Regions from separate parts of the Mus musculus genome. Here all the other regions are linked to region 2. A link is a contact called in public HiChIP or PLAC-seq and promoter capture Hi-C data. All regions are on one chromosome and are shown on one strand. Each heading gives the region's core, a stretch centred on a gene start, on an enhancer-like site or on the middle of the called end of the contact. The rest is flanking DNA. Distances are from core to core; before and after follow the strand shown. Region 1 holds the start of Nr6a1 (nuclear receptor subfamily 6, group A, member 1). Region 2 holds the start of Rabgap1 (RAB GTPase activating protein 1). Region 3 holds the start of Lhx6 (LIM homeobox protein 6). Region 4 holds the start of Mrrf (mitochondrial ribosome recycling factor). Region 5 overlaps Nr6a1 (nuclear receptor subfamily 6, group A, member 1). Region 6 holds the start of Nek6 (NIMA (never in mitosis gene a)-related expressed kinase 6). Region 7 holds the start of Golga1 (golgi autoantigen, golgin subfamily a, 1).

Region 1 (3,908 bases), core at 164-2,663, 1.5 Mb after region 2:
TTAATTTTTAGTGCCTCCTAACTGTCCCCAGTGTTTGCATTCAATCTGAAATCTGTTACTTGTTAGACACTGTTCGGGTCCTAGATCTTCCAGAGAATTGCGCGTTTATGGCGCAGAGAGGGGAGGAGGCAGGGATCTCTGAGAGCCTGCCCTTTATTCGGAAATGAGGAGATGTGAAAGGTGGAAGGCAGGGCAAATAAATAAATAAATCGGGTTTGCCGCGGGAGCGTTGGCCTGCCGCAACGAGCACCCTTTGTAATGCAGGCCTCCCGGGGCTATCGCCTGCGCTAATTGCTCCAGGGCGCTTTCCAAGTTCAAAAGTTCACCTTTTACGACCTCACAAAAGCTCCTTACACTTTACCAATAAAAACATTCCGCCGCAAACACCGAGGGGGGGGGATATCAAACAGAAACAAATAAAACATTGAGCCAGGGAGGGAGCGAGAGCCAGCCCGGAGGAACCTGAGGACTGGGCTGGGAACAAGGGGACGCAAGCGGCCGGGCCAGGTGAGGAATTCTCAGCACCCCGGAAGAGATAGGCTGGGCGGCGCGGGAAGCGTCCGGCAAACGCCGGGAAAAGGCAGGTGTCCCGGTGCCCCAGGATCCCGCTGGAGACCTGAGCCAGCAGAAAGTCGTCGCCTAGAAGAATGAGTCTGAGTAAAGGAAGGCCAGGGGACAGGAGTGAGCACCGAGGTCCGAGAAGGACCATTACCGGTCTGCCCAGAGGCGGAGGCTCACGGGCTGGGAGGAAGCTCGGGACAGTGGAGGAGGAAAACGCTCCAGGATAGGTGCAGGGCGCAAAGGTGTGGAGTCTGCGAGCTCCCTGGTGAAGGAAGAGAGGGTGCTCCGTGCACCAGGGCCTCCTGGGGGAGGAGAAAGGGTTGGCGCAGAGGGGACGGGGGGAGGGGAGGGTCCGAGCAGAGGGGACCGGGGACCCTGCCTGGAGAGTGCGAGCCCAGGGTGGAGTCCTCACTGAGGAGCTGCCCGGCATCCCGGAGCTAGAGTCAGCTTAGAGAAAGAGGGGGTCGCGGGCGTTGGCACCGCCCGGGCTCAGAAGGCCCCTTACCCACCGTTGCGCGGCGGCGGAGGGAGCGCGGCGGGCGGCTCCAGGAACCCCGCCGAGCCCCCGCCGCCTCCCCCTCCGCTAGGTGGCCGTTCGTCCCGCTCCATGCGGCGGTGCTCAGGGCCCTCTCGGGCTTCGCTGCTCCGCCATGACTTGCGCCTTCGTAGTCGTCGTCCTGGTCTTCCACGGGGGGAGGGGGCTGTCAGGGGCCGGCAGGCTCTCGGCCGCCGCACTCTCTGGGCCCCTGAGCCGCCCGGCTCCGCGCCCCTCCGCGCCGCGCCCCCTCAGCACTGGCCAGCTCCCTCCTCTGACGTCACGCGCCGCTGCCACGCACATGCCCGTGAGGAATTCTGGGAAATGTAGTCCTCCCAACGAGGCTGCCCACACGGGACTCTACCAAATAAAGGGGTGATGGAAAAAAAACAGGAAGACCTAAGTAGGGAGAACCCAAACCTATCACTATTACAAACTCTAATAAAATTTCTAATATATTAATATAATAAACGGCTATGTCAGAGTTTTCTCTCTATTGTAACTTATTCGTGATCATAGTGCTCTATGATTCCAACTATTTCCCCACACTAATAATGAGCCTTTCCAAGGAGGCGTATCCACCGGGAACCGGGTGAGCACGTGCAACCAAGCCCAGCCCTGTGGGGGAAGGCCCCAGGGGGCGGGGTGTGTAGGTACTCATGAGGGCTTTCCTCCCGGGCTGAGCGACAAATTGGACCAGAGATTAAAGGACCCGAGTTTAACCCGAGGTGACTGCGTTCGTATGCAAATAGAATCTATACAACTCTGCTTTCCGGAGAAGTGTTTAAAGCCCCTTTACCTCCGGGTGGGCGGGAAAGATTAAAGTTTCTCTTCCTCCTCTTTCATTCCCCGCACCCTGCCCATAGAACAGATGGACAAACTAAGATCACTTCCACTGATGCCACCAAAGAAAACTTGAGACCCCTGACTCCTTGTGTCTTAAAGAGTTCTGTTTTAAGAATGTCCCTTTCCCGGAGTGTTCCCCTTCCCACTCCTGTTCAGTATACCTGTCTCAAAAATGAGAGGTGTAATAAGAATCGGATCCAGTGATAAGAGACCAACTCTCACATACACGCTATCGCCTCAGTTTACAGAAGTTCCCACCAAATAAAATCCTGGATTTTCTCCCCTTCCTCCTCCAGGGCCCACCTCCCGCTGCCACCAGGTGGCGCGCGGCCATGGGGCTCTCAGGATTAGGGGTGGTGGTGATTTTCAGAAATGCCCCGCGCGCGTTCTCTCTCTCTCTCTCTCTCTCTCTCTCTCTCTCTCTCTCTCTCTCTCTCTCTCTCTCTCTCTCACACACACACACACACACACACACACTACACAACCCGCGCACACACACACACACACACACACACACACACTATACAACACACACACCTCCCTTAGGAAAAGACTTATTAAGTTTCAGTCTAGAACTTAAATGCTATCTAGCTTACTATAAATCAAAGAACTCTGGTGCTTTGCTGGGCTTTCCTCTAATGGGCCGTATCGAAGCGGTTTCATTCTGTCACTTCATTCTGCCCCATGTGCCCCTGGAATCCTCTGGCTCTTGTGAGTCATTCTTTACTTAATTGTTTAGAAGTCTTTACTTGGCTTATGAAATCTAACCTGTTCCGATTCCTGCCCACGTTGCTCCCATGCCTCTTCCCTTACCTGCTATTGAGAAGGCTCTGCCAAGCCTTCCTGCACTTTCCATTATCAATATTAATTGGCCTGGTCCATCCTTAGTCTGTGCCAGCAGCTGTTATGAGAGATTGACACTAATGCTGTGTGGTTTAAAGCTCCCACACCTGTTCATTGAGGTAGCTCTGATATTGGTGCTCTCACATACAAATGAAGTGGCACAAAAGTTGATGTCCGTTATATACTCAGTGGATCAGAAAGCCGAAATGCCTCTATAAAGTCTTTAACTCATCTTTCTAGATCCTTTTCTTCAGTAGCACCTTCCTTATACCTCCCATCAAGGGACAACTGGGTCCCTCTGTATTCCCAGATGGCCCTATCTAAGTAGACTGTAAGAAATGATCTTTTTTTAAAAAAGATTCATTTATTTATTTTATGTATATGAGTATACTTATACACTGTAGCTGTCTTCAGACACACCAGAAGAGGGCATCAGATCCCATTACAGATAGTTGTGAGCCACTATGCAGTTGCTGGGAATTGAACTCAGGACCTCAGGAAGAGCAGTCAGTGCTCTTAACCACTGAGCCATCTTTCCAGCCCCAAGAAATGATCTTGAAGTGGTTATGTCTTTGACAAGGGTTCTGAGCTTTCCCAAGGCCAGGGAGCAGTGTTCTGCAGCAGGCCCCTGGAATATAAGATGAGTCCTTTGTGTCGTGGGGAAGAAAGCCTTCTTCAGCTCTGGATTCTGAAATGTGCCAGGATCGCATAGCCTTCCCAGAGCCAGAGTTCCCCTCAATCACAGGCTCCTGGTGCAGAAGAGTCCTCTTCCCCGAATGCTCTTCCCTGGAAAGCCAAGTGGCTCTGCAGACATCTTGTGCCTGAGGTTTGAAAAGTGGATGAAGATTGCACATCAACTCAGAGAGGAGTTCAACCACATCCTCAGCTCCTGGTAATAACTCTTGATTCCTTTCAGCTCTGAGCTCCCTCCTTGCCAAAACCAGCCAATCCCTTTACTCACTCCCGGTTATCTCCTCTGCTGCTAGTTAGCATGTGGTACACACTAAATAGGCATCCACTAACAGTCCAGCACCCACACTGGGTCTTTTTTTTTTTTTTTTTCTAATTTCTTGACATTTTCCTAACAACCCTGAGAAGTGCCCTCTGCTCTGAGTTTACAGTT
Region 2 (3,856 bases), core at 955-3,454:
ACAGTGAGTACAGCACGGACTCTGGAGTCGTATTTCTACAGTTAGAACTCTGTTCAGCCACTTACTTATCCAGTCTGTTTCAGGATTCTTTTCAACCAATAATAAATGGGGCTGCTAAGGAAAATTAAGTAAGTTCATCATTAAAGAAGTAATTGTTTTATGAGTGTCTGCCTGCATGTGTGTATGTGCACCACTCGCATGCCTGGCGCATGGAGGCCAGAAGGTAGGAGATCCCCTGGAACTGGAATTATGATAATTCTGAGACACCGTGTGAGCTCTGAGAACGGAACCCACATCTTCTGCAAGAGCTGTATCTACTGACTATCGTTCCAGCCTATTAGTTAATTTTCAAATGAACTTAGAATGGTGCCTGCTATGTGCTCTTTAAACATGTTCAGTAAATAAACAAATCTTTCACGTTTCTCCAATGGAATATCAAACCAGTTGAGGCCTCTGATATTTTATATTTCATTACCTCATCTACTAAAATTGCTTCTTACCCATCCTGTTAACAAAAAAGATCCAAGGGATTCTCTTCAAAATCCTCTTCTGATATTTGGGTCACCCTAGTTGCTTCAACCCTGTGTTCTTTTCTCCCTTTTACTGTTGGCTCCAATTGGAGTTCCTGCTTCATTAGCGTAGCCATTGTCCTCCCAGTAACCTTCTTTCTCAGTGCACCCTCTAGGATGCCAGATCTTCTTATGGTCTACATGCTATGACGCTGAGGCTCATCTCCATATCTGTGTCCCCAGCTCCTACACTGGGCAGCTGTATGTCACTATCCCTTTAGACATAAATTCAAACTCAAAAACTGAATTTGTAATTCTTTGTGGTTTTATTTCTGATTATGGCATTGCTATTCTTCAAATGTCAACTGCTTAAATTCTAAGACTTACTTTTTCTTCTCTTTCAGCGTATAATTATCTATGACACATTAGCACTTGCCTCCTTTCTTGTAACAATACCGTAACTCTACTTTAGATTTTAATGCATCTCACCAGGACGTCATCACCTTTTCAAAATAATCTCAAATATAAGTACCTAGACTTTAGCTAAGAGAACCCAGAGTCAGCTATTTCTATTCTACAGGCTTCCCAGAGAACAAAATTACTTTCTGTAGTACAAATCTGACCATATCAGTTTCCTGCTCAAAGAGCTTCAAAAAGATAATTCATCTCATTTAGTGTTGGTTAAACTTTTCACTATTTGGATTTCACTTTACTTCTCCAACTCAAACTCTTATGTACACAACCTCCCTGTCCCTATTCCTTTTTCTCATAGTCTGTAACGTCTCAGTACCACTACAACTTTTCTTTTTTTGGAAAAAGTAATTTCACGAGTTCTCTTTATCAAGAAGTAGGATTTAGAGGCCACTCTCTTCTACAGGCTTCCCAGCAACTGTCCTTAGAGCAGTTGATTAAAGTAACATATTGCATACCCTCCACCCTCTTACGAACATCAATTTGCTTATAAATGTCGCTTCCAAACTGGAGATGAACACTGGATATTTGATGAACCTCTATTGAATGGCATAACACCAGTAATTCAAAAGGTGCTGTAATCCGCGGTTGAGCAAGGGTAAAACCCATCAAAACCTGGCACTTACAGTAGACTCGCGGTTGGCACTGAAGGCCTTGCCTTGGCTAGCTCCCGCCGTTCAGTTTTCTGCCGGCCTCAACTGCAGCACTTTTTACAAAATGCCAGAGTCTGGCTTCCTGGCCAGCTACAGGGCCCTATATAGAGGGTCTCAGGAAGCGGTCCCTGGGGCATCCTGAGATTCCCCACTGCAGATTCGGGAAGGGGAAGAAAGTGGGATGCAGCATGGGCCAGTCCAATGGCTCAAAAGTCTGGGGGCCTAGACCAGCTCCTTGGCTCCCATCCCAGGGCAGGTTGCGGCCGATCCAGGTCCCCACGGGGGCTCCATTTCCAGAGACCCCGCACCCTAGCCCGGCTCTCGGGTGGCCTCCGAACTTACAGACCCGGGGGGAAGGTCGCCATCTACATCTGGCAAAACCAGGAGCTGCGGCCCCTCGGGGCTCCGGGAAGGGGGAGGGGCAGGCAACCTGAGCCAAAGGGGGACCCAACGGAACCGGAAGGGCAGCCCTGGCCGGACAAAGACAACTTCCAGGTCCCATGGTCATCTCCGCCAATCGGAATGCTCGGAGGACGACGGGCCCCTGAGAGGGACTTTCCGCGTTGTGGGCGGGGCGAGGCCAGGGAATCGGGCTGCGGAGGGTCGGCTTCGTGAGCTCTGCTGCTTGTGGTTCTTCGGTAGAAGGCGGGCCCGAGCTCTCTTCTTCGCGGCTGCAGTCACGAAGTGCTCCCGCTGACCGTTGCCTGCATGGGCCTGAGCAGCCTGTCTGCGAACAAGCCGTGGTAAGTCCCTCCCGCCCAGGGATGTGGACTCGCTGCGTGGGAGCCTGGAATGCAGAAAGCTGTTGTTGGGTCCCGTCCCTTGTGGATACTGGTGTTTCTTAGGAAATCTTCCTTTTATGTTCCCAGGTCAATCTCTTGCCTTCCTTATCTTTGGTTACCCTAGCCGTTCACAAATCTGTGGTTAACCTGAATACCTCTCTTGAGCACTGGAGCCAGCCACTTAGACCGATTTCCTGTTGTCCAGTGTTTAGTGTGCCTTTTTCGTAACAAGTTCATGCCCAGGCCTACCTAGCTATAGTTCTTGTTTGGTGAAACAATCATACAGGGCCTCTTCCCAAAGAGAAAATCTGGAAATCATTCTGAATTCCCTTTACTTTGCCCATCCACTTAGTTATTGCTTTCTCTACATTTGTTTTATTTACCGTTTGGTGGTGTTATTATAGGAAACAGAAATAATTATCAATTTAATCTTTTTCCAAGCTTAAAGCTAAGTGGCTTTGTACAATGTTGTATAACCACTGCTAGCTATTCCCGCATTAACTCCTTGTATTATTTTGTGGATATCCATTTTCCGTAATATCTGTTGAAAAGGTGAACTTTTTGCCCATTGAGTGGACTTTTTGGAAATCAGTTCGCTTTATGAGAGTTTCTTATTGGGCTGTCTAGAGTACGGTGGTCTATGTTTATTCTTGTGCTAGTACCATACTGCTTTAATAATCGTAACTTTGCAGGCAGTTTGGCATTTACTGTGAGTGCTCCATCTTTATTCAAGACTGTTTTGGTTCTTCGAGATGTTTTTCACTTCCATCTGAATTTAGTATCAGGAACTGGACCTAGGACTTTTCATGATACGCAAATACTGTATTACTGAGCTACATCTTCAGCCATACTTTTGTATTGATTTGAGGATTGACTACCATTTCTTGGGAAACGGCTTTTGGAACGTTTTTTTTTTTTTTCCGTTTTTGTAAATCTGTAGGTTGCTTTGAATAGTATTATTATTATTATTATTATTTTATGTCTTCTTGCCCATAAACACAAGGTGCCTCTTCAGGCCTTTTATATAAATTATTTTCAGAAATGTCTTCTTAGTTTTCTGCATTCTTGGTTCATTCACACATTTTTATCAGGGTCTGCCTCAATTTTCATAGTGCTTATTGCTAGTGTCTAAAAAATACATTTAAAAAAAGCACTGCTTTTAGCCGGGCATGGTGGTGCACGCCTTTAATCCCAGCACTCGGGAGACAGAGGCAGGTGGATTTCTGAGTTCGAAGCCAGCCTGGTCTACAGAATGAGTACCAGGACAGCCACTGCTATACCGAGAAACCCTGTCTCGAAAAACAAACAAGCAAACAAACAAACAAAGCACTGCTTTTTAAAAGTGTGTTTGCATAGCTCTTGCAATTCATTTATTCAGGTAGCCCCTCTTGTGGACTCTTTTGATCTTTCTATTACACGTTGGTGTAGTCTATGAACAGAA
Region 3 (4,155 bases), core at 672-3,171, 1.3 Mb before region 2:
AAGTTAGAACCTAGACCTAGGCAGAGCTGAAGCCTGGGCAGAAACGGTGTCCCAGCAGTGGAAGGAACGGGAGCCTGGGGTCAAGGCGTGACTCCAGATTTAAACAGCGACCACCGCAAGAGTCGAGGCGAAGGCATTGATCGATGTTGGTGCTTAGGACTAAGCACTAGGATCTGAGCTAGGGCTGGAGTCAGATGTGGCGTTGGCACTTGGGGCTGGAGCAGATCTGAGCCCAAAATTGAAAGCAGAGCGAAGCTAGAAGGAGAGTCCCGAGCCTAGTTCAGGATCCCTCCCAGGACAGGCTACGTACGGCACAACTGGAGCTCAAGTTGGAACCAGAGCTGAGCTTACTAGAGATGGAACGGGATGGTTACCGGGATCCGAATGATCCGGGCCAGAGCCTCGGACATCAGAGCTCAACAGAACACACTGGTGCTCGGGGCCAGAAAAGACCAGAGATGGAACCAGACCCGTGGCCAGCGCCTGTCAGATCGGAGGAACCCGAGGCAGATCCCCCGCCAGAACTCAGGCTGAGACTGGCGCTCCCTTCTGTGTAAGACGTGCTGAGTAGGAGGGCCGGGCCAGTGCGCTGAGCCGCGTTGTGCACTCTGAACAGCAGGGCTCAGGAATTGGAGAGCACAGGCCACACAAGTGGCCTAGGCACGCGTGTGCAAGGCGTTCATGCTCCAGCGCTTGCTGGCGGGATGGCCGCTGCCTACCTGAAGTAGTCCATCTTGCAGTAGATCTCCTTGTTCTTGATGTAGCAGCTATTCTGCTGCCTCAGCGATGTGCGACACACGGAGCACTCGAGGCACCGCACGTGCCAGATGAGGTTGTTGACCTGGGGAGGGGGCAGAGGTGGGGGTCGGCTTGGCGCGGGCCTCTTTCACGCCCGCCCCCAGCCTCCCCAGCCTCATTTGCAGAGACAGAGAGACACTGAAGCTCAGAAGGGGCGTATGGCTTCCCTACTTTTCTTCTATAATACAGAGAGGCTCAAGGAAATTGAGATACAGCCTTGCATTCTCTTGTTGGAACCGGGGCAAAAGGAGACCTCCTGTTTGGGAACACTTGCCCAAAGCTGCGCGATCGGTTAGCGGTTGGATTGGGAGGCCGAGGAAAATGGACCTGGCAAGGTCATTGCTTCCCTACAGCTCTTGGGGCTGCAAACCACACCCGTGGGCAAGCAGGCACACCTACCCTGACTCACCTTGAGCAGATACCGGTCCAGGATCTCCAGACCGCAACTGGAGCAGATATTCTTGCCGGCAGACGGCACGGAAGAGGCAGCAGAGGGCGGCGAGCAGACAGACGGTGTGCTGGGCGTACATGGGGAGGCTCTACCTTCGTCCTTGTCCAGAGCGCCTGCCAAGGCCTCTGCGTCTGACTGAGCCTGAAATGGGAGAGAGGAACAGCGAAGCGCTTAGCCGAGTACTCAGAGTTGAATCTGGTTTCCTCGCGCACCGACTGACACCGAAATGTGCCAGGGATGTCGCGCCCTAGGCTGGAGTACAAGAATGAAAGGACCTATTGGAGAAGAAGGGACGGCCCCCAACTTTTAACACAGCGCATCCTGGGTGCAGGAAGCAGCCAAAGCTCACATTCCAGGCCAGAAAAACCAAGGCTCAACGAGAGGCGGCTCCTATCGGCAGTTTTCCAGCGCAGGGGTAGAGGTTGGTAGCCGGAAGGCTGAGCCAGAAGCCCTGGCCTGTGCTGTTGGGGGGACTCGGGGCCGAAAGCAGGACCGAAAGGACTCACCATGGCAGGCGGAGCGGTCCCTTCGAGACAGCGGGTGGTCGCTTTGCAGCCGGACCCTGGCTGGGCCATCACCTGGGGGAGGGGGAGGGAATGCAGGCGACGGCGGCTGCTGAACTGGCTCGGAGCTGTCAGAGCCCAGCGCCTCCCCTCGCCTGTTATATAAACCGGCGCTGAACAATGAGTCCTAACTTTGTAGTGGGCATTTAAAGCCCTTCCCCACAAAAGCGGTGTCTCTCTAATGAAGCAATTTGAATTTGGATTGGGTTTTTTTCCCTCTCTCTCCCCCTCTCCCTGCACTTAACCCGTGGCTCTTGAAGTAATCGCTTAGTTCCTTTGCAATCCAAGCCTCTGAGGGGGAAAAAAAACACGCGCACACACACAAACTACCTGCAATTAGAAATTGTCGTGAATGCCCAAGATAAGAGGTAGCCAGAGTGTCAATTCCAACTGTCAATCAGTGAGATCCATCAGGCCGCCCAAAGAATTGCAAATTTGATTTTTTAATGGTAGTAATTAAAAATCGAATTTTTTTCTCCCTCCGCCCCCTCCCTTCTCCTACTCTCGGTACAAAATGCAAAAAGGAGAAAAGAGAGAAAGAAAGAAAATAAAAAGGAGATGGGGGTGGTGGTGGTGGTAGTGGTGGTGGTGGTTGAGAAAATAAAACCCAGAGCGCTAGGAGCATCCGCCCGCTCGACGCGCGCCGGGAAATTGAAGCGGGGATATTGACACCGATTCAAACGCCTTTGGAGGGCCAGTTCAAGGGAAGCCCCAAGCCAAAGAGGGCGAGATCGGCGAGTGAAATGAGGCCAAAAAGAGAAAAGAGAGGCCTCTTGGAGGAGGAAAGAGAACCCTCCAGACTCTTGGAGCTCCCGGGACCGGCCCCTCATCGAGATCCTCAGCGTTGCGCCGGCACAACCTCTGGCGCATCGGCGCTATCAGCGTCTATTCAGACGGACAATACTGGCCTCGCCTCCTCTTGATTCGCCTATGTCTTTGCTAAATCGCTTTTTGAGAAATTCCTCCAACATTTGCATAATGTGTTCCCGCTTTCCGCGACCCCCCACCCCCGCCTGCCCGCTCGCACGCTCACACACTTGCAGACACACTCTCCCGGGCTCACTCAGCACCCCTCCTTCCTGCTGCCGCCCGCCACCCGACCCGGCCCGGTTGAATCCCGGCTCCCGCTGGCCCCAGGATCCCCGACGCTCACCCACTCGCCTGCTTGCTCACCTGGTCGGTGGTGGGGCCGCCCTCCGCCGGCAACCGGCAGCCCTCGGGCAGCGCCGGGGCGGCGCTCTCATGCTTCCAGTACATGGGCCCGGGAGCGGGAGGGCTCGGTGGGCGCGCAGTGCGAAGAGAGGCGCAGAGTGGGGCCTCGGGCGTCCTGGGGGCAGAGGCTGCTGGGAGAGCTGGAGAACCGAGGCTCCGGCCCCGCCGCCCCGGGCCCAGCCCCAGCTCCCCGCCCCCGGCCTGAGCGCAGTCCTGGCCTCCCTGGCTGCCAGCACCACTGCCTCTGAAGAAGGTCCCGACAAACTTGGAGAGGTCCCTGCAGCTGCTTCTGCGGCTGCCGCCTCCTCCTCCTCTTCCTCCTCCTCCTCTTCCTCCTCCTGTTCTCCCTCCTCGTTGTCCTCCTCCCCTTCCAGCTGCGGCGACGACCGCCCTGCCGCTGGAGCCCCGCTCCGTTCAAGATGAGTCATGCGTGACCAATCCCCTCCCCGCTAAGAAGAGCGAGACACTCCAAAGGAGGCAGAGACTCAGAGACATACACACACAGAGAGACACACTGAAACTAGGCGCTACAGGGAGACTCTTGGAACATGCTAACATACAAAGACACTGGCGGGGCACATATCCTCACAGCTCCTTCTGCCGCCCCTCCCTCAAGGGCACCCACTGCCGCCCTCACACAACGTTAATAGGTGCGAGAGGAATCCGTGGTCAGCCCATCTACAAGGCTGGATTCCACATGAAGCCACGTTCTGTTGATGTAGTGCTGAGCCTGGTATATTTGTGTCGCAAATGGTCACCTGCTCACACCAATCCTTCAGGTCCTAGACTTCGACACACCCCTCAAACTCCTGCAAAAATATCCCTGCTTCATGACAACCGGAGCTTGCACCAGCTTCTAAAGGCTGAACAGGGCTGGGGGCAGGGGAGCCTGTGCTAGTGAGAGTGGGAGGGTAGGTCCCTTGGTTCTTTTGGAATGAATTACTTGGGACATCCACTTCCACTTCAAGATTTACCTAATCATACTTTCTACGTACTATAGGACTCTAAGGATGATGAGAGTTAGGGAAAGGCAAAGACCCAGACATTTAGATAGCAGGCACAAGCCCCAAACAGAGAACTCTCAAACTCAAAGGTCTGACACTGACAAACACTGACATTTATAGCCTCAGC
Region 4 (4,295 bases), core at 138-2,637, 1.3 Mb before region 2:
CCCTTGATCACTAATTGAGAAAATGCCTTACAGCTGGATCTCATGGAGGCATTTCCTCACCTGAAGCTCCTTTCTCTGTGGGAACTCCAGCTGTGTCAAGTTGACACAAAATAGCCAGGACAGGCTCATACACACAGAGTTAATAAACCTAAAAGATCTGTAAAGATAAATCCTGCTTTCCTAATTAGTTAAGGTTGCTGAGAAGAAAAAAAAGAGTTTATAGATGAAAAATGAAATTTTAATAAATATACAATATGATAAAGGAAAGGTAAAGGGACAGAGACGATAGCTGCCTATACCAGACTTCAGACCTCCCTCCTAGGAAAAAAAAACAAAAAAAACAAAAACCCAAACCCCCAAACCAAAACATGTATCTTCTGTATCTAGAAGTGCCTCAAGCTCTGCCTTGTACGAAATACTCTCCATTCTCGGATATTTTTGAAAAAGAGAACTAAATTTAAAAACGGCAAAATATTGAAGTAATTGACAGATACTGAGACAGGCACTATCATTTAACGACTCTTCAGTTTAGTTCCCTTATGAGGAGAGTACCTCATTAAAGTCTGTAGCTCTGCCAAATTCTACCCCTAATGCCTTCAGAACCATGCTGAGAACTCACCCAACACTGAGAAAGCTGTGTGACTGGGGGTTGCACTACTTCAGACTGAGAATGCTGGATTTGAATGCTAGAACTTCTGATGTTCTCACGTCTAAAAACAACTGTAACACCAAAAAGATACTTAAACATGCCAAAGAGGCCATGTATAAATAGGAAGAGTACAGGACATGGGGCTAGAGAGACTCGACTCAAAATCAACTTTTCCAACTACTGTGCCTTTAGTAACAGTCCCTCCCTTAGGTATCTTCCTCAGGATCTCTGCTCCTGTGTGTGAACACAATGAGTAGTTTACTTTTTGCCTATGTTTCTAAAATAATAAAAGCTCCTATGGCATAGGGCCTTGATCATGGTTCTCTATGCCCAGCATATTGTACACTGCCTGGCTCAGAGTTGGCACTATTTTCAATTCTCTTCTTTCCTGAGATGGAGACAAATTCCTGCATCACGTGGTCATTTTAAATAAGAATATACATGTGACAGCTCAGCTCATGAAATTTTGAGAAACAAACAGTAAAGTCTAATAAGTTAGTATGTGACTATCAAGTCTTTTGGGGGTTGCAAAGGCGACAACTCCTTTGAGTAACATGTTCACAAATGCCAATCTACTCCTCCCGGCTGAGCGGTATCTACTCTAAAAGTCAGGAGGGGACTGGGGTCGCTTATTCTTACACGTTAACCACGGGGTCAGGCCAACAACCACGGCACCCCGATTCCTGGCAGCGAAGTCACTAATGGGATTGTTATTTCCGGCCAGAGACAGGACAATCCGGGGCGGGGCCTAGAAGCCTGCGGGTGAGGATGGTTTTCGCCAAGGCCCCGCGGCCAGGATGGCACTGAGCTTCGGGTACTCACCTGCTAGCCTCAGAGCTGTGCCCTCAGCTCATGCCCCGAAAGCAGCTTCCGACGCTGGGGTCCGAGCGAAGGACCTGAGGTTACCTCTGCCGAAACACCGCTCGCCGCCTGGCCGCCCGTGACGCACTACGCCTGCGCCGCCGCGCTGGCCCGTGACGTCATGACGCCCGCACCTCCGCTGTCCCGCGTGTGTTTCTCTATAGTCCCGGCCGTAGCTGGTGAGTGGCCTTGAGTGTGTGTGGGGGTCGGCTCTCAAGGAGTGGGCGGGATTCGAGCTCTGGTGACACTTTTCTAGGCTCTCGGAGGGACCTCGTAGGGCTAGGATACTATCCGTGACTGGTTCAGCAGAGTTCGGCTGGACCTTAAGGCCGGGGGCGGGACTTCTATGCTCACAAGGGTGGGGCGGGGCCATTGTCACTCAGCCGACATTTAGAGCCTTGCCTGGGAACTTGGTAAATAGTTCCTGATGCTTAAGACGTCACCTGACAGGAATAATGCCTTTTCCAAACAACCCTACACGCGGAGGTGTAATTATTCCCGGTGGTGATGAAGAAACAAAAACTCAAGCGCTGTCTTTACCAAGGTCGCGCGTCTCCCAAGTGATGAAGTTTGAATTCCACCCAGGCCTGAGTCGAATGCCTGGGGCTTTTAAAATCATCATTCTGCTGACCAGTGGGCAAACAGTTGTCATTTCGATGGTGCTTCATCATTCCCGTGACTCTGGCACATTTTACAGATTAAGATCACATACTTAGGAAGCACTAGAAGCAGGACAGTTGCCTAGGCCATCTCAAAGTTTGGTGCTTTTTTTTTTTTTTTTCCTTCTCATTCCTGTGTTTTTATTAACTCACACACAACTACTTGTCTTCTGGATTGTTGAAGCAGTAAGGCAGGCAACACTCACCACAGTAATGTCTGTCAAGGTAACTAGCCATGAACACTCTAGCCCCATGTTGATCAGGAGGACATTTTCATCCACTTTATAGTATTTCAGCACAGCCAACTTAACCTTCTTATTCTTATTCTTCTTGGCAGTGCTATAACCCTTTATCCTTTTCTCAGGACCACCATGAAGTCTCAGCACACCTTTTGAATGTTACAGTCAAAGTATGGCCATCTTTCAGCTGCTTGCCAGCAAAGATCAGCCTCTGCTGAGAGAAGGAATTCCTTCCTTATCCTGGATCTTGGCCTTAACATTTTCTATAGTGTCCGAGGATTCAACCTTTACTGAGACCTTCCATAAGGGTCTTCGTCTCTTCCTCTTGTAAGGTCTGCATGCTCGGGGTGGTTTCACCACAGATGGTGGATCGGATCCACAGTGCTTTCTCTTTTGACCACATTCCATTGAAATTCCCAGAATCTTAGAGAACCCATAGTTGGAAAGCCAGGAAACTTGATTTGATTCCTTCAGTGAATGGCCGAGGATACAAAACCAAATTAGGAGAAATTATTTGCTATAGTTCTCATCTGGGGTAGAGCTGTGATCCATGCTCTTTGAATGTAAGTGGTTGTGAATTCCAAAGTTGCATGTGATAGGGTTGATGAGGCGGGTACATTGGAATCCAGGTGTCCTAGTCTTTACGTGAAGTCTTTGTCCACTATTCCTCCTTTGGCGTGTGCCAAGGACATTTGGATGTTGTATTGAGTCAGGTATTCCAAATACCTTTCTTTACATGGTACTGAGTTTGTAAAGAAGCACACCATGTTCCAAGCAGAGAACTGGAAATCCAGGGGATAACGGAAGCAGTGTTGAGAAATAGAACCCAGGACCAGCCATCAGAGGTGTAGATTCCAACTCTGGTGCCAGCATTTTGACATTTGGCAAGGATTTAATCTTTGTGGAAGTCCATTATCATACTTAGCACATTTGTATGATGTCTTTATTTTTGTACTATACTAAGTACAGGGTACAGTAATAGACAAGTAGGTTAGTAGGTAGATTCGTGTACTAGAGCTGTTGTGAAGTGCCAGCAGTCATATGGAGATATTTAGATAAGGATCAAGTAATTATACATATTTACTTTTATTGTTAAAAATTATGTGCTGTGATGAAGTATTGGCATGAAAGCTGCATTTCAGGAAATGTGACCAGTTTAGTTGGAAGAGCTGGCCAATGACCCTGTGCTCTGACAGAATGATGATAAAGAAGAATGGATGGTAAAGAGATAAAGGGAGAACATTCCAAGCAGGGACTAGGGATGCGGGTGGCGCACGCCTTTAATCCCAGCACTCAGGAGGCAGAGGCAAGCGGATTATCTGAGTTCAAAGCCAGCCTGGTTATAGACTGAGTTCCAGGATGGCCAAGACTACACAGAGAAACGTTGTCTTGTCAAACCAAAAAAAAAAAAAAAAAAAAAAGAGAGAGAGAAAAAAGAAAATAAAAAAATGTATGTTGTATATCAATACACAGTGGTTGGAAGGAGTTGCTGGAGCAGTAGATAAGCCAGGATATAGGTTCATAAATGTATGAAACTGTTAAAAGAGTCTATAAAAAGCATTATTAAAATATTCATTATTTAAAATGAAAAAAAAAAGATGTGGTGGAAGTTGTTGCTGAGAAGGACTGACCTCCTCAAGGTCACATGCAGTAAGAGGAGAAACGGATTCTCTTGTGAGTGGGTTAGTTATTGGAACATACTAGAACTCTCCTAAGTTTCTTCTTTAGTTTTAGTGCTTCATGTATGCTGACCTGACTGTTCGTGTTCCTAAGGTTAAAGACCCAAAGGACTGCTTTATTGAACTCCACTGTGAAATTTCCTGGCTTCTGTGCAGTGAAATGTATGCCTCAAGCATTCCAGCAATGTGGTTATTTATAGAGTTGTCT
Region 5 (3,817 bases), core at 690-3,189, 1.4 Mb after region 2:
AGAAGAGGGCATTAGATCCTTGGAACTAGAGTTACAGGTTGTTATAAGCTACCACTTAGGTGCTGGGAATTGAAGATGGTTCTTCCGGAAGAGTAACCTGTATTCTTAACCTTTGAGCCATTTATCTCTCCAGCCCCTCATAATGAAACTTTATTACATCAATTAAAAAAAAAAGTCAATTTAATTAAATAAAGTAACTGCCTTTTTCTAAACAACATCACAACTGACAGTCCTTTATGGCAACCTGGTTTCCTAGTGGCTCAGAAAAACAGCTGGTGAACCTGAAGGACCCTAGTTTAGATAATTCATCTAAAGACTGCCAGCTAAGGCTGTGTTGCAAGTTTAAAGGCTAGGCCACAGCTTGATGGAGTCTATGCTTTTATACTACCCATCTCCAAAATCCCCTGTATGACTAAAGGGTGATCCCAAAAAGGAATAATAAGAGATTTAAAGCTACTTCCTCATATGTTCAAACACTCTAAAATCTAAAAACTCACTTCTCTGCTGTTTATTCGCTTTTCATTAGGTATAATTTAGATCTATAAAACTTCCCTCTTCCCTCCTTCCTTCCTATATACTATGCTACTATGTAGCTAAATTTGGCCTAAAACTCACAATCTTTCCTACTTCTGCCTCTCAAATGCTAGACTTACTACAGGAACACACCATTTCTGCTTCAAACACCACTTTTATAATTACCTTATCAAACTGCAAAATCAGGTCCATGGTCTGGAGAGGAAGCTGGCTAAATCAAACAATTAGTTTAGTTACAGCACAATTTATCAACAATAGGCTGGCTTAGAACTGTGGCATCAGCTGCATTATTGTATTTTAGAAAGACTAGTTCCCCCGACATGTATATAAGGTGTAAGCAACTACTCCGTGGGTCATGCCATCAAACAAAAGCAACACCTACAAAGTCTCTCTCAGTGACTAGAAGCAGCCAGACACTCAAACTGCCAGTCCTGAATTATGGCCTCTGAATGGTGAGGGCTTCACATTTCACCGATCAGGGCACAGCCCAATCAGAAGACAAACCCCTGCCCTGGCGGGGACCAGCAAATCCGCTTTCTTCCAGTGTGCACATGACTGAATGTGCTTCTGTCCATCATCTGGGTCATATATAGTTCAATGCGAGCTAAGCAGACAGGGCTGCAAGGAAACCTGGTGCGGTTCAATACCTTGTCTAGCCTGGGCTCCAGGATCTTTTTTTTTTTTTTTTTTTTAAACTGACAAACTCATTTTTCTACTGGGACAGGATGCTGTGCTGGCTGAAGTTCCATTTCTACAGCAAGAATCCTATCTGGAAGCACAGAAGTTGTCCTCTAGCCACAGCAGCTCCAACTTTTTTGTTGTTGCTGCTTTCTTCTATCACCCCCTTCCCCTTTTGACAAAGATCCAACTGTAGAAAGTCTTACGTAACAGTTCAGGACTACTTCGGTTCTTTTACCGGGTAAGCACTTTCATTTTTTTTCCAGCTAAAAACCATTTTAAAATTGCATCTGTTGAGAGGCTTTGACTAAAACCTTTTCAGTAATTTGTGTAGTGAAATGCTGTCACTGATTTTTTCGGCTCATTTCTGCACGTGCTCCTTTGTTCTCGGAACAGAAGCTTTATACGCTCCCCATAACGCAGCTGCAGAGTTATTAAGTCAGTTATTATAAGGAACACAAAGGTTGCTTTGCATTCTTTGCCTTTAGGTAATTAATTTTCTATTTGTTTTTCTTAAAACAATATTTAAATAAGGCAGAAATTAACAAAAGAATAAACTGTTAGAAAATTTAGCAAAGTTTGAAGTTTTTACCACCTTTTCTATCCGTAGTTTTGCATGGCCAAACACTTGTGCCGCCTGGGGCGTTGGGGGTAAAGGCAAGCATAGACAGAGAGGAACTAAGCCAGACATGGACAAAGGCATGAGCCAAAACCAGACAGTCCTGGCCGTTCGATAGGCCAGCAGCGGGTGAGACAGGTCAGCCAGCTGCGGAGGTGGGAGGGGGGAAAGGGGGCATGGATGTGTGAGGTGCTCATGCGTGCAATCGTGACTAGATTCTGAAACTGCCAGCCATTTTCCAAGCTATGCTTTGTATAATCTAAAGGAATGTGTGTCCCCTGAAGCAGTCTTAGCAGAGCCATGGAAAGAAAGGAGCACAAGAGACACCAGCAGCACACAGAATCAGAAAATACTGGGAACTTGAGTGGGCAAGAGGGAATGCAGTGTGTGGAAATTTTTTAGTGATCTGGAATGTGTTGAGTGACAGGAAGTGCCCCAAGCAACCCCCCCTCCACTCTTCTCAGTCTCGCCTGCTTTTGTCTAACTCTTGTAATCTACACACTACTGCTTACAAAGCTGTCTGAGTTTAAGACAAAAAGAAACATAAAAGGCTCTCTCTCCATTTCATAGTACCTGTGAGAGAGGAGAAATGTAAACGCAATCCTATCGAGATTTTCTTTTTCAGGTATATTGAAGATACTTAAAATAACTGTTTATAGATAAATGAGAATTGTAAATTATAGTACCATTTTAAACCTATAATTAAAAAAGATTAACCAATTCTGGTATAACTTAGGTGGGTTCCTAATTTGAAGGCAACTTGTTTTCTTTGATTTTTATGTTACATGTGAAGCTCGATTTTCTTTGTATAGATGTGGGCTTTGGGGAAAATATTTGAAGTAATAAGAAAGTACTTTTTAAAAAGGGCGGGGATGGTTTCCCTTTGTGGGGTGGAAAGCAGTTTAAAGGACTAGTTCCTTGAGAAAAGCAGCTGTCTCTTACTTTTGTTTATGTGCAATCAAGTAACTTTATAATATAAAAAATGCTAGAAAAAACTTTTCAGACAATATAACATTATTCTAAGTGGAAAAAAAAAAACACACACCTAATCTGGCATGTTTCCCAAAGTTCAGGAACACTTAAAAAAACCAGTTAAATAATTTAACACCTAGCCCAACTTAGGAAATGGAGAATTAAGCATGTGTCAGACGCTTCTTTCTAATGGTTTAGCTCCTACCGCAGAGTGTTACTGGGCAGCCTAGGAGTTAATCTTGCCTAGCGTGGCTCTGAGCTCTCATGCCGAGCAGACGTTATTCACATGACGATTCGAAAAGTCCATTCATGTATCTCACTACCTGGATTTGAATAGAAACCAGACAGCAATTCTTTAGTTCCAGCCACATTCGCCCCACTGGACAATAGTGATTTGTTAGCACACAGTCGCAGGCTGGGGAACACAAAGCTCAGAGCTGCAGAAAGATGCAGAATTCAGAGAACAGGAAGTTACAGGCTCCACACACTCCTGGCAGCTCTGAGATTTGAAGAGAATAAAAAAAGGAAAGAAAGAGAAAAGGGCAGCACGGAGATCCGAGATGCCATGGTTAAGGGCTACTCTAGCATTTTAACCACCTCCAGTGCCATAAAAGCTGTATTGTTAAAGTACATAAAGTCACGAGTCCTGTGTGCTCTCTTTTCGCACTACAGAATACTTCATTCAAAGCCCTGGAACAGTCAGCAGTACTAAAGTATCCACGGTGTGCAGTTGCTTGGTCTGCTCTTATAGAAAGGAGAGGAGCATTTGATAAATAAAGCCTACTATCATAAGTAGAACATAATAAAGTTGGTATCCTTTTAAATTTATTTCATAAAACCATTCAAACTTAAATTAAATGTACCAAAACTCTATAGAAAATATTTTTTTCTCCAAGATAACATATAAGATTTATTATTAAATTTCAAACAAAGTTTTCTTATAAGACACAGTTTAAAACTAGTCTAACACAGAAAACTTTTGTTTTAGGTTGTATTTGCCAATCAAAAATTTAA
Region 6 (4,046 bases), core at 153-2,652, 1.1 Mb after region 2:
TTCCAGTTCAACCACTCACCACCTGGGGGACTTTGCTCACAGGCCTCATTAAAGCCATCTAAGAAATGGGCACATGGGTGGCATGATGCCACCCTCACAATGGCTGAACATCATGAGGCAGGCAGGGGGAGTAATATAGGTTGTGGGCCTGATTACTGTGGACTCAAGTAGACTAGTTAACTGAATACTCAGCAGGTTGCTATCCCGTGCCCAGACATGTACAGCAGATTAATGGACAGATGGCAGGTGCTTGGGCACACAGACAGTCTAGAACACTCAGAAGCAGCAATACCTGTCCCAGCTACGAGCATCCCTTCCTGAGGGGAAGTGGGAGTCACCTTAATTGCTCCCCAGAGAAGCTTGGACATCCTAGTGGGGTTGTTAAGTATGCATAGATGAAGGCAGTTGTTGTTGTTGTTGTTTTGTTTTTTGTTTTTAACATACAACACTTGGTGTGAATTTGGAAGACATGGGGAGGTTAAAGACAATTTGCTGGAGTTCTTTTGTTCCATTGTGTGGGTCTGGAGGATCAAACTCAGGTCATTCCCCCCACCTCCACCCCCACCCCCACCCCCAGGCTCCTGGGTATTTGGCTGGCCCACTTACTCCTAAAAACCTTCTGCACACTGATGCTTGGCTGGCCTGGAGTTCCCAGGAAGGCAGTATCCCCAGGAGATACTGGCACTTTGAGGGCAGGGACTTGGATTTATCCTAGGTGCCTACTTCTGGAACTGTACTGGGCACTATTTGTACACTGTACTATTGTACACACTGATATATATATATATATATATATATATATATATATACATATATACATATATACATATATACATATATATATATATATATATATATATATATATATATATATATATATATATATATATATATATAATATGAATGACAACATCTCATGTAGCCCAGGCTGGCTTGGAATTTGCTATATAGCCAAGAATGAATGAATTTCAGACATTTTTGCCTCAGCCTTCCTAATTCAGAGATTACAGGTGCCCAATTTCCCTAGTGCTGAGATTAGGAAAGCATGCTATCAACTGAACTTCACCTCCTGCTGCACTCTGTGAATGGGTCAATTTCGGTCCTGCGAGGGCTGTGAGAGGAGCAATGTCAGCTGATGAGGAATCCATGGGTGTGGGGAAGGGTCCACGAATTGGTTACCCAGCGAATCTGCATCTTATAAAGTCTAGAGCCCGCGCAGAGGGGTTCAGTGCCCAGGGTTTGGAGTCTGAGGCTCAGTCTTCCAACCTGAGTTGGACGATCAGGCACCCAGGCTGGGAGCGCGCCCCCGGCGCCCCCTAGCCTGCGTGGCGGCCGCGCGCACGGGCGCAGGGGGCGGCGCGGCCCCGCGGCGGGGAGGGGCGGGCGCGCGGGCGCGCGCAGAAGCGGCGGCTGAACCAAGCGGACTAGCTGCGGCCGCAGCGCCGCCAACTCGCGTGTGACCCGCGCTCCGCCCGCCGCCGAGAGAGCCGCCAGCGCCGGTGAGTGGCCTGGGACCAGCGAGGGGCGCGGGCCAGGGCGTGGGACTGTCACCCGAGGCGTTGTGGGCGCGCGCGCGTGCCCGGGGAGTCGGCGGGGACGCCCGCAGGAGGCCGAGGTGTCCGCGGCGGGCTCCATCCGCCCAGCTGCGCGGGAGTGCGTGCGTGTGCACATCAGGGGCCCGGGCTGTGAGTTTGGGGTGGACCAGTGCGGGTGGACGGGCTCGGCTTCGGTTTATCCGTTTATCGAGTGTTTACCGTGGATGCCAAGGAGTACGTGTGCCCACGTGTCTGAACGTTCCCGAGTGAGTGTGTGCACACGTGCACGGGCAAAAGTGTACAAATTCCATACGAGAGTGTGTTTAGGATCCAGACTGTGCACTCCACACTGCAGGCCGGTGTGTGTGTGATGTGCCGGCTGACCCTGTCCAGAGAGGGTGCTGGGCCGGATTCTGTGAGTCCGCAGATCCCCAGGTTCTGACTTTGGTTGGAAGCCTCTTAGCCCGGCCTTGGCAGAACTCTGCATGGCCACGCAGGCTGAGGAGGGGGCTGCGCTGAACTTGAATTGAGGTTTTCTAAATATGTCTTAGTTCCCTGGCTTTGTTCGTGGCTGTCTCTAGCTAGGCCAGATTTGGACTCTGTTCCCCATACCTAGGGGTTAGGCCCTAGGGAGACCCAGGGCCCCAGATACTTGTCCTCTCTGCCTGCTCCTCTAAGTTAATCATATTTCCCTGATTTAACCGAGCCCCAGAGGGCCATAACAAATGGGTGACAGCATGCTTGGGACACATCCTCTAAGGGCTGTCCGTGAAGTTTTGATTGACAGTTTGTGCATGTGTGTTTGAAAGTTTTAACTGCGTTAGAGCAAACTTTAGAAAGTTTATGTACAAAGTTTCACTCCACTTGCAAAATGCAGGGTGACTTTTTGAGGGGAAAATGTCCTCACAGGAGCCTGGTGTGTGTAAAAGGGCATGTTAAAAACCCTATTGCTAATGGGAGAAGAATTTCATTGAATGGGTGCCTGACTCCCAACAGGAGAAACTTAACCAGTGAACTTTGGACATCGTCGTCCAGAAGACAAAACCTGGAAGGAAACAAAAAAAGACCCATGTTCATTTTTTTTTTCCTCTTTGTCCCGAAAACTGGAGAAGAAAAAATATCCCCACCTTCTGGACGTGTTGAAACTGTTCCCCTCCCCCACCGGGGCCAGGCTCTCCCTGGATCCCCCACCCCCAAATAAAATATGCCTGTGGGGAGCGGAGGAGTGAGTCACTCTCTGGCAGAGGGCCCCACGGCAAACATTTGGGAAGGTTCTTGCTTAACTTCCCAGAAGAAAAGGCCCGGGATTTAAAATGGTCCCTGTGGTTGTGAGCCTCCGAGCCCCGTCTGCTTCAGAGATGACTACAAAAGTCATTTGCTGTCTTTTAAAAAGCCCAAGTCTCAGACTTAAGCATTGTCCAGGATTTAGAGCTGTTTAGGTTTCCAGAAATGGAGATGCTGGCTTTCCCAGGTGGCATATGGTGTGGGAAAGGAAGAGGGTAAGCAGCTGAATCGTTTACAGAGTACCTACTGTGTGCTGAGAGGTTCTTGGGGTCCTTAACTCTCCTGGATTCCACTCTGTTTTTGGGTTTGTGACCAAGGCATCTGACTCATAGAGAAATCAAACCTGTGTCCCAGGCCACCAGGGAAAGGGTAGTAGCCGAAGTCTGAGCCACCTGCCTGCCTTCTAGGCCTTCCTCCTTCATTGGGCCCAGGACTTGACATTTGACTTCCTAAGCTGTACAGCCTGGGCACTGAGGACTTGAACATTCCTGTCCTCATTAGGGCTCACCATAAGTCAGAGGTTATTGTCTCTATTATACGAGGAAACAGACACTAGCAGAGATGAACTGGCTGGCATAGTTTGGGAAGGTAGCACCACGACCCCGGTCCCCCATGATTAAGGATGCACCCTGTGCTGGGCTTGGTGCACAAAGTTTGAAGTTATTTTTCCTTTTCCCCACCAACACTGTTAGATGAGCACTGTTACAGTGTCCATTCTGTAGATGAAAAAACTGGGACACAGAGAGGCTATAGAATAGCGGTAGACCCAGAATTTGAACCCAGACTTGTCTGGACAGAGTCTATAGTCTCCCCATGAACTTGTAAAGTCCAGGTAAGTTGATAGATGGCAAAGTCAGGATTTAAATTCGTAGCTCTGATTCTAGGACGGGCTGGCTACCTTTATTGTGTTTTGTTCTTCTGGCCTGTTGTAAAGCCCAGCGATTTATGACAGGCCATGTTTTGCAGACCAGCCTGTTTCTAGAATTTGGGGCTAGGTCTTCCCAAAGACTGCTGAGCCACCAGAGTGAAGGTACTTTCCAAGTGCCAAGGATGGTCAAACCACTGTCAAAAGTAGAATAATACAATATTTCTCTCCTCTTTTCAGGTTGGACCAAGGAGGGAGGTGAGGGTGGAGGACTTGGTGAATCATTCAAGATTAGATATGGGTTACAACCAGGTGTGGTGGCTCACGCCCATAATTGTGGCTGAGGCAGGAGGATTGCTTTG
Region 7 (4,057 bases), core at 1,161-3,660, 1.6 Mb after region 2:
AGAAAAAGCACAAAAGAATCTAAAAACTTTTACTGGAAAGATTTCTTGTAGGGGTACTTAGGAAACATATACTGACTCTATCAAACATTCAAAGAACGAGAAGACACTTACAAAATCATCTCCAGAGTCAGCTCCCATGGAGGCCACAGACTCCTTGCTCACAGAGCGTGGGATCCTTGTTGTGCCGCCTGGTCTCTGAGCAACAGCAGTCTCTTCTGCAATTTTCTTCTTTAGTTTTGCAAACATTTTTGCTGTGTGGATATCTTTCAGGGTTAACTAACCCCTAGACTTCTCAGTGAATGAAATTCATTCACACCTCCAGGCTAGCTGCATCCCACTTAAATGTGGGCCAAAGAATTTTGGCAACACAAGATCTATAAATCAGAAGAAAGAGATAGCTCCAAGTTAAATAGCTGTCAGATTCAGGCTTCAAAAGTGGTTTCATAATAAGCACACACACACACACACACACACACACACACACACACACACACACACGAACATAATTATTAAACATTTAGAAACACTCAGGTGCTTCACTTACATGTATGAATAAGGGCATCTGGTCTGAAGGAGGCAGAATAACCTGCCAGGACTGTATGGCTAAGTATATAGGGCTAGTGTCTGGACACAGAGCTGACTCATCAACCTCAACCTTTTGTTTTAGCAATGGCACATGTAAAAATTTCCAGGTCAACAACATGTAATTATGACTTAATGTTTCAAATCTTTCTTCTAATAATATATTTAATAAGAATTTAGTGTTTTTTTTTCCTTAAGTCAAAAGATACAAAATATGCAACTCAATCTCTGGTTTTTAATCAGGTGCTTCCTCCTAGGAGGGAAAAGTTACAACATAGAAAAAAGTGACCAAGAACCCAGACTAACTATAGTTATCAGATGCTCTTTAACTTTTCTCACCCATGTGGAAATGTCTAATTTTCTTTGTGCTTGATAATATTACATCTAGCCACAATTTCTTCCCATATGATAGTTAACATGAGATTCAAAATTTCTTTCCTTCAATGGTATATAAAACATTACTGGGCCAGGTATGGTGGTGCAGAGGCAAAAGGATCTCTGTGAGTTCAAGGCAAGTCTAGTCTACACAGCCCCAGGTCAGCCAGGGAAGGCTGCATAGTGAGATCTTGTCTCAAAAACAAAACAGGCCGGGTGGTGGTGGCTCACGACTTTAATCCCAGCCCTTGGGAGGCAGAGGCAGGCGGATTTCTGAGTTCGAGGCCAGCCTGGTTTACAGAGAGAGTTCGAAGACAGCAGCCAGGGCTACACAGAGAAACCCTGTCTCGAAAAACCAAAACAACAACAACAACAACAACAACAACAACAAAAAACCAAACAAAAACCAAAACAAAACAAAATAAAGCAAACTCCTACTGTTCTGTTTCAACCTTATCTTTTCACGTCTGTGCAGGATACACTCTGTTGTAAGATGACAGATGACGCCTTACCACTTCAGGTTAGCCATTAAGCCTATGAAATCCTTCAAAACTTTACCCCCAATATCTGTAAACCACTGTACTCACCTGTCTTATCTACTATATTTAAAAGAGTATGGAGGTCAAAGTCACTGCCCTGTGTAAAAACAAAGATAAAATAGGTTGGATATTTCAAGTGCCGGATGAAAACGTTCAGCGGGAGAGGGACAAAAGAAGGGGGGGGGGGCAGGGCTGAATAAGTGGGCAAATACACCTGGCCACTATTGTACTACTGTCAGTGAGACGCTCCTCAGTCCCAGTGGGCAGCCTAAGAATTTCCACCTTTAAGCAGAAAGAATTTCTTCTAGCACTGGTGCCAACACTCATGTCTCCCTAGGAGTTCTGAGCAAAACATCTCGAATTAGTTGCCGGCTTCCCAGTGACAATATTTAGTTTTCAGCCGATTCTCACAGCTGGTCAGGCTTGTGGTCTGGTCCCTGAGCCCTTACTCGCACTAAGTTGCTAGAACGACAGCAAAGTTCTGACAGATGGTTACGGTTCAGAGGTGCAGGTCACCGCGTTTTGGATCCCACTCCCTCTGGCTCGCTCTGGAGGCGCAGCCCTACTAGGGCTGTCAACCAAGGGAGGGGCTCAACCTCTGTTTGACAGTAGGGAGACTGCGCCCCTGAAAAGAGTGGCGGCTTGGCTTAGGTCGCGCAGGGCAGCTCCAGACCCCCAGGCCAAGGGGGCAGCCTTCGCCCCGAGTCCCCTGGCACCGTCCCCAGCCCTGGGTTGGGGTCCATTGTGTCCCCACCTCGCGGTAGAGCGCCGGAGGCCATGGGAGAGAGGGAGGCCTACTTGCGTCCAGGGACTCCAGTAGTGCACTTGCTGTGTGGGAGCAGCCACGCCTCCGCGGACTCTCGAGGGCGCTTGGCCCCCACCTCAGGCCGACGAGCCGAGCACCGACCCGGAACCGCACGTTTGCCGCGCGCCGGAAGTGGCAGCGCGTCGGCTTGGTTCTCAGCGCGCGCATGCGCCCGTGTGCGATTCAGCGGCGCGCAAGCGGGGGTGCTTGTGCCGTTGGGCTGAAACGGCTACCGGGCGCGGGCACCTCTACCTGTGTTGGCCGGCCACTGACACGTCAGCGAGAGGCACCGCAATCTGGCCGCCCTGGATCGGCACCTTCCCTTCTGAAGAGGGAGGAGCCCCGTGGCGTGCGGTACCCCAGGGCCAGCTTTGGGGCTACAGGAAAGTCTATGCTCAAAAAAACGACACCGGGCACCTCTCAATCCGAGTTGCTGTCGATCATGTTTCATACAACTGAAAGAAGTTTCTAGAACCTTTTATCCTAGTTCTGCCCAAGTAAGATTTTCGTATTTCTCAAGTTTCAAGCTACGCATTGTACATTATAGCAACTTCAGTCCTGCCCTAGAAGCAACCCCAGCCTGTTTTGTTGATTCCATCTATTCCAGTTTCCTCTTGTCCCAGTTGTAGCAACCAGTTAGGGAGAAAACAAATACTTTATAAACAGTAATCTCAATCTACAAAATAGTTATACGCGTTAATCTGTAACTCAAGACAGCTAAAGCGCCTAAGATTTACCCCAAACAAGGAAACAACTGTCAATACTAAAGAAATACACAAAACTTTAAGCAAATAATGTTTATTTTTATATTGATGATACACTTAATATATACGTGATTCAAGATACAAAATTCATTTACAAGAGTTCACACTAGATGAATGTATACACATTCCTAGAGAATATTTATCAATGCAAAATTCTTTATTACACTGACCACAAAAAACAAAAAAAACCCCACAGATATTCTGTAATCTTGTTATTTAACAAACATCAAAACAACGTTTTATTTTCCATCCTAGTATTTATGTGCCCTCAAAGTGACAGGCACTGTGTAACAGTTAAGAATATTGGAACGCCTATGGAATCTGCTCTGTAGAATCACAGTGTTTACTCTGAAATTCATGTAGTGAAGAAGTGAAAGGCTCTAATTGTTTATGACAAATCACATACACAAGAGTTAAGTGATCAACTCAAGAAAATAAATGTTCAAGAACTTGACAATTCCTAAGGTCTATAAAATGTTTACTGTAACAGACAAAACCAGAAAATGACTGTTGGAAAAGAACAAAAGCAAATTAAAATCCTTAAGAGAATGTATGGTTTAAGCAATTTAGAAACACCACAGACAAGACTTTTACAAATGTTCAAGTCAAATGATACAATAGAATTTTCCCCTTAGTCACTGTGGTAAAGTCTCTTCAAAATTGACCAGTAACACATAAAATTTGTGAATCTAAACAATCTACTGCATATCAGAGCTGACTGACAGGTTTATTTGAAAGTATTAACTCACAATACCCAAATTTTAATACAAATGAACAAGACTGTCTCATACAGGATAATAGTGATGTGTGAACAACTAGATAGGCAATCAGCTTTATTTGTACGACAGAGAGCACTTGAATAAGGATTGTTACATGAGAACTGTTGTGCTTCAATCTGTTGAGAGCTAATAAATATAACTCTATAATCCCTACAGGGTTACAATTCTATAACATTTCAGTTACAGACAAGCACATTTAAAAAAAAAGTGTTT

What was found. Promoter capture Hi-C pulls out the DNA fragments that hold promoters and counts their contacts. HiChIP or PLAC-seq counts read pairs in DNA pulled down with a chosen protein or histone mark.
Region 1: a contact with region 2 is called in a promoter capture Hi-C map of pre-B cells, with 9 times the contacts expected there. The contact joins the promoter of Nr6a1 here to the promoter of Rabgap1 in region 2. A contact is called at or near these places in 3 of 39 promoter capture datasets (liver and pre-B cells), 5 of 115 datasets of contacts at active chromatin or transcription factors (astrocytes, bone marrow-derived dendritic cells, microglia and 2 more) and 2 of 9 other capture datasets (adipose tissue and liver).
Region 3: a promoter capture Hi-C map of embryonic stem cells shows a contact between it and region 2, with 3 times the contacts expected there. The contact joins the promoter of Lhx6 here to the promoter of Rabgap1 in region 2. A contact is called at or near these places in 3 of 39 promoter capture datasets (cranial neural crest and embryonic stem cells), 5 of 115 datasets of contacts at active chromatin or transcription factors (embryonic stem cells, extraembryonic endoderm stem cells, forebrain and 1 more) and 1 of 9 other capture datasets (embryonic stem cells).
Region 4: a contact with region 2 is called in a promoter capture Hi-C map of liver, with 8 times the contacts expected there. The contact joins the promoter of Mrrf here to the promoter of Rabgap1 in region 2. A contact is called at or near these places in 9 of 39 promoter capture datasets (the 3T3-L1 cell line, 3T3-L1-derived adipocytes, the C10 cell line and 5 more), 1 of 484 Hi-C or Micro-C datasets (B cells), 4 of 115 datasets of contacts at active chromatin or transcription factors (astrocytes, embryonic stem cells, large pre-B cells and 1 more) and 3 of 9 other capture datasets (adipose tissue, embryonic stem cells and macrophages).
Region 5: a contact with region 2 is called in a promoter capture Hi-C map of pre-B cells, with 8 times the contacts expected there. The contact joins the enhancer-like site here to the promoter of Rabgap1 in region 2. A contact is called at or near these places in 8 of 39 promoter capture datasets (the 3T3-L1 cell line, the HPC-7 cell line, cranial neural crest and 4 more) and 2 of 115 datasets of contacts at active chromatin or transcription factors (T-cell acute lymphoblastic leukemia and astrocytes).
Region 6: a promoter capture Hi-C map of second pharyngeal arch cranial neural crest shows a contact between it and region 2. The contact joins the promoter of Nek6 here to the promoter of Rabgap1 in region 2. A contact is called at or near these places in 3 of 39 promoter capture datasets (liver, pre-B cells and second pharyngeal arch cranial neural crest), 1 of 484 Hi-C or Micro-C datasets (B cells) and 3 of 115 datasets of contacts at active chromatin or transcription factors (cardiomyocytes, embryonic limb bud and pancreatic cancer cells).
Region 7: an H3K4me3 HiChIP or PLAC-seq map of stem cell-derived neural progenitor cells shows a contact between it and region 2, with 3 times the contacts expected there. The contact joins the promoter of Golga1 here to the promoter of Rabgap1 in region 2. A contact is called at or near these places in 3 of 39 promoter capture datasets (the C10 cell line, hippocampal neurons and liver), 4 of 115 datasets of contacts at active chromatin or transcription factors (bone marrow-derived dendritic cells, microglia, pancreatic cancer cells and 1 more) and 3 of 9 other capture datasets (adipose tissue, liver and pancreatic islet).

The regions. Positions count from the first base shown.
Region 1 is chr2:38,925,048-38,928,955 of GRCm38.p6, forward strand. Nr6a1 (nuclear receptor subfamily 6, group A, member 1) reads right to left here and starts at 1,414. Exons shown (of 11, transcript NM_010264.4): 1 at 1,071-1,414. The coding sequence starts at 1,170.
Region 2 is chr2:37,441,081-37,444,936 of GRCm38.p6, forward strand. Rabgap1 (RAB GTPase activating protein 1) reads left to right here and starts at 2,205. Exons shown (of 26, transcript NM_146121.2): 1 at 2,205-2,376. It overlaps Zbtb26 (zinc finger and BTB domain containing 26), which reads right to left and starts at 2,092. Exons shown (of 2, transcript NM_199025.3): 1 at 1,607-2,092.
Region 3 is chr2:36,102,139-36,106,293 of GRCm38.p6, forward strand. It overlaps Lhx6 (LIM homeobox protein 6), which reads right to left and starts at 1,922. Exons shown (of 9, transcript NM_001083126.1): 1 at 1,756-1,922; 2 at 1,208-1,390; 3 at 720-841. The coding sequence starts at 1,824.
Region 4 is chr2:36,135,011-36,139,305 of GRCm38.p6, forward strand. Mrrf (mitochondrial ribosome recycling factor) reads left to right here and starts at 1,388. Exons shown (of 7, transcript NM_026422.2): 1 at 1,388-1,689. It overlaps Rbm18 (RNA binding motif protein 18), which reads right to left and starts at 1,694. Exons shown (of 6, transcript NM_026434.4): 1 at 1,472-1,694.
Region 5 is chr2:38,822,117-38,825,933 of GRCm38.p6, forward strand. All of the region lies in intron 3 of Nr6a1 (nuclear receptor subfamily 6, group A, member 1), which reads right to left. It overlaps Nr6a1os (a long non-coding RNA gene), which reads left to right. Exons shown (of 7, transcript XR_866167.2): 1 at 1-1,453. Among named protein-coding and RNA genes, the nearest start is that of Nr6a1os, 8.1 kb to the left of the region's middle. Within about 2 kb of position 1,940, at least 311 of the 459 cell types and tissues checked have an H3K27ac peak or open chromatin away from gene starts, as enhancers often do. A contact at or near this core is called in the HPC-7 cell line, T-cell acute lymphoblastic leukemia, astrocytes and 3 more, where this site is marked.
Region 6 is chr2:38,510,295-38,514,340 of GRCm38.p6, forward strand. It overlaps Nek6 (NIMA (never in mitosis gene a)-related expressed kinase 6), which reads left to right and starts at 1,403. Exons shown (of 10, transcript NM_021606.3): 1 at 1,403-1,499.
Region 7 is chr2:39,063,131-39,067,187 of GRCm38.p6, forward strand. It overlaps Golga1 (golgi autoantigen, golgin subfamily a, 1), which reads right to left and starts at 2,411. Exons shown (of 23, transcript NM_029793.2): 1 at 2,251-2,411; 2 at 1,545-1,593; 3 at 112-374. The coding sequence starts at 246. Scai (suppressor of cancer cell invasion) reads right to left here. Exons shown (of 18, transcript NM_178778.3): 18 at 3,084-4,057.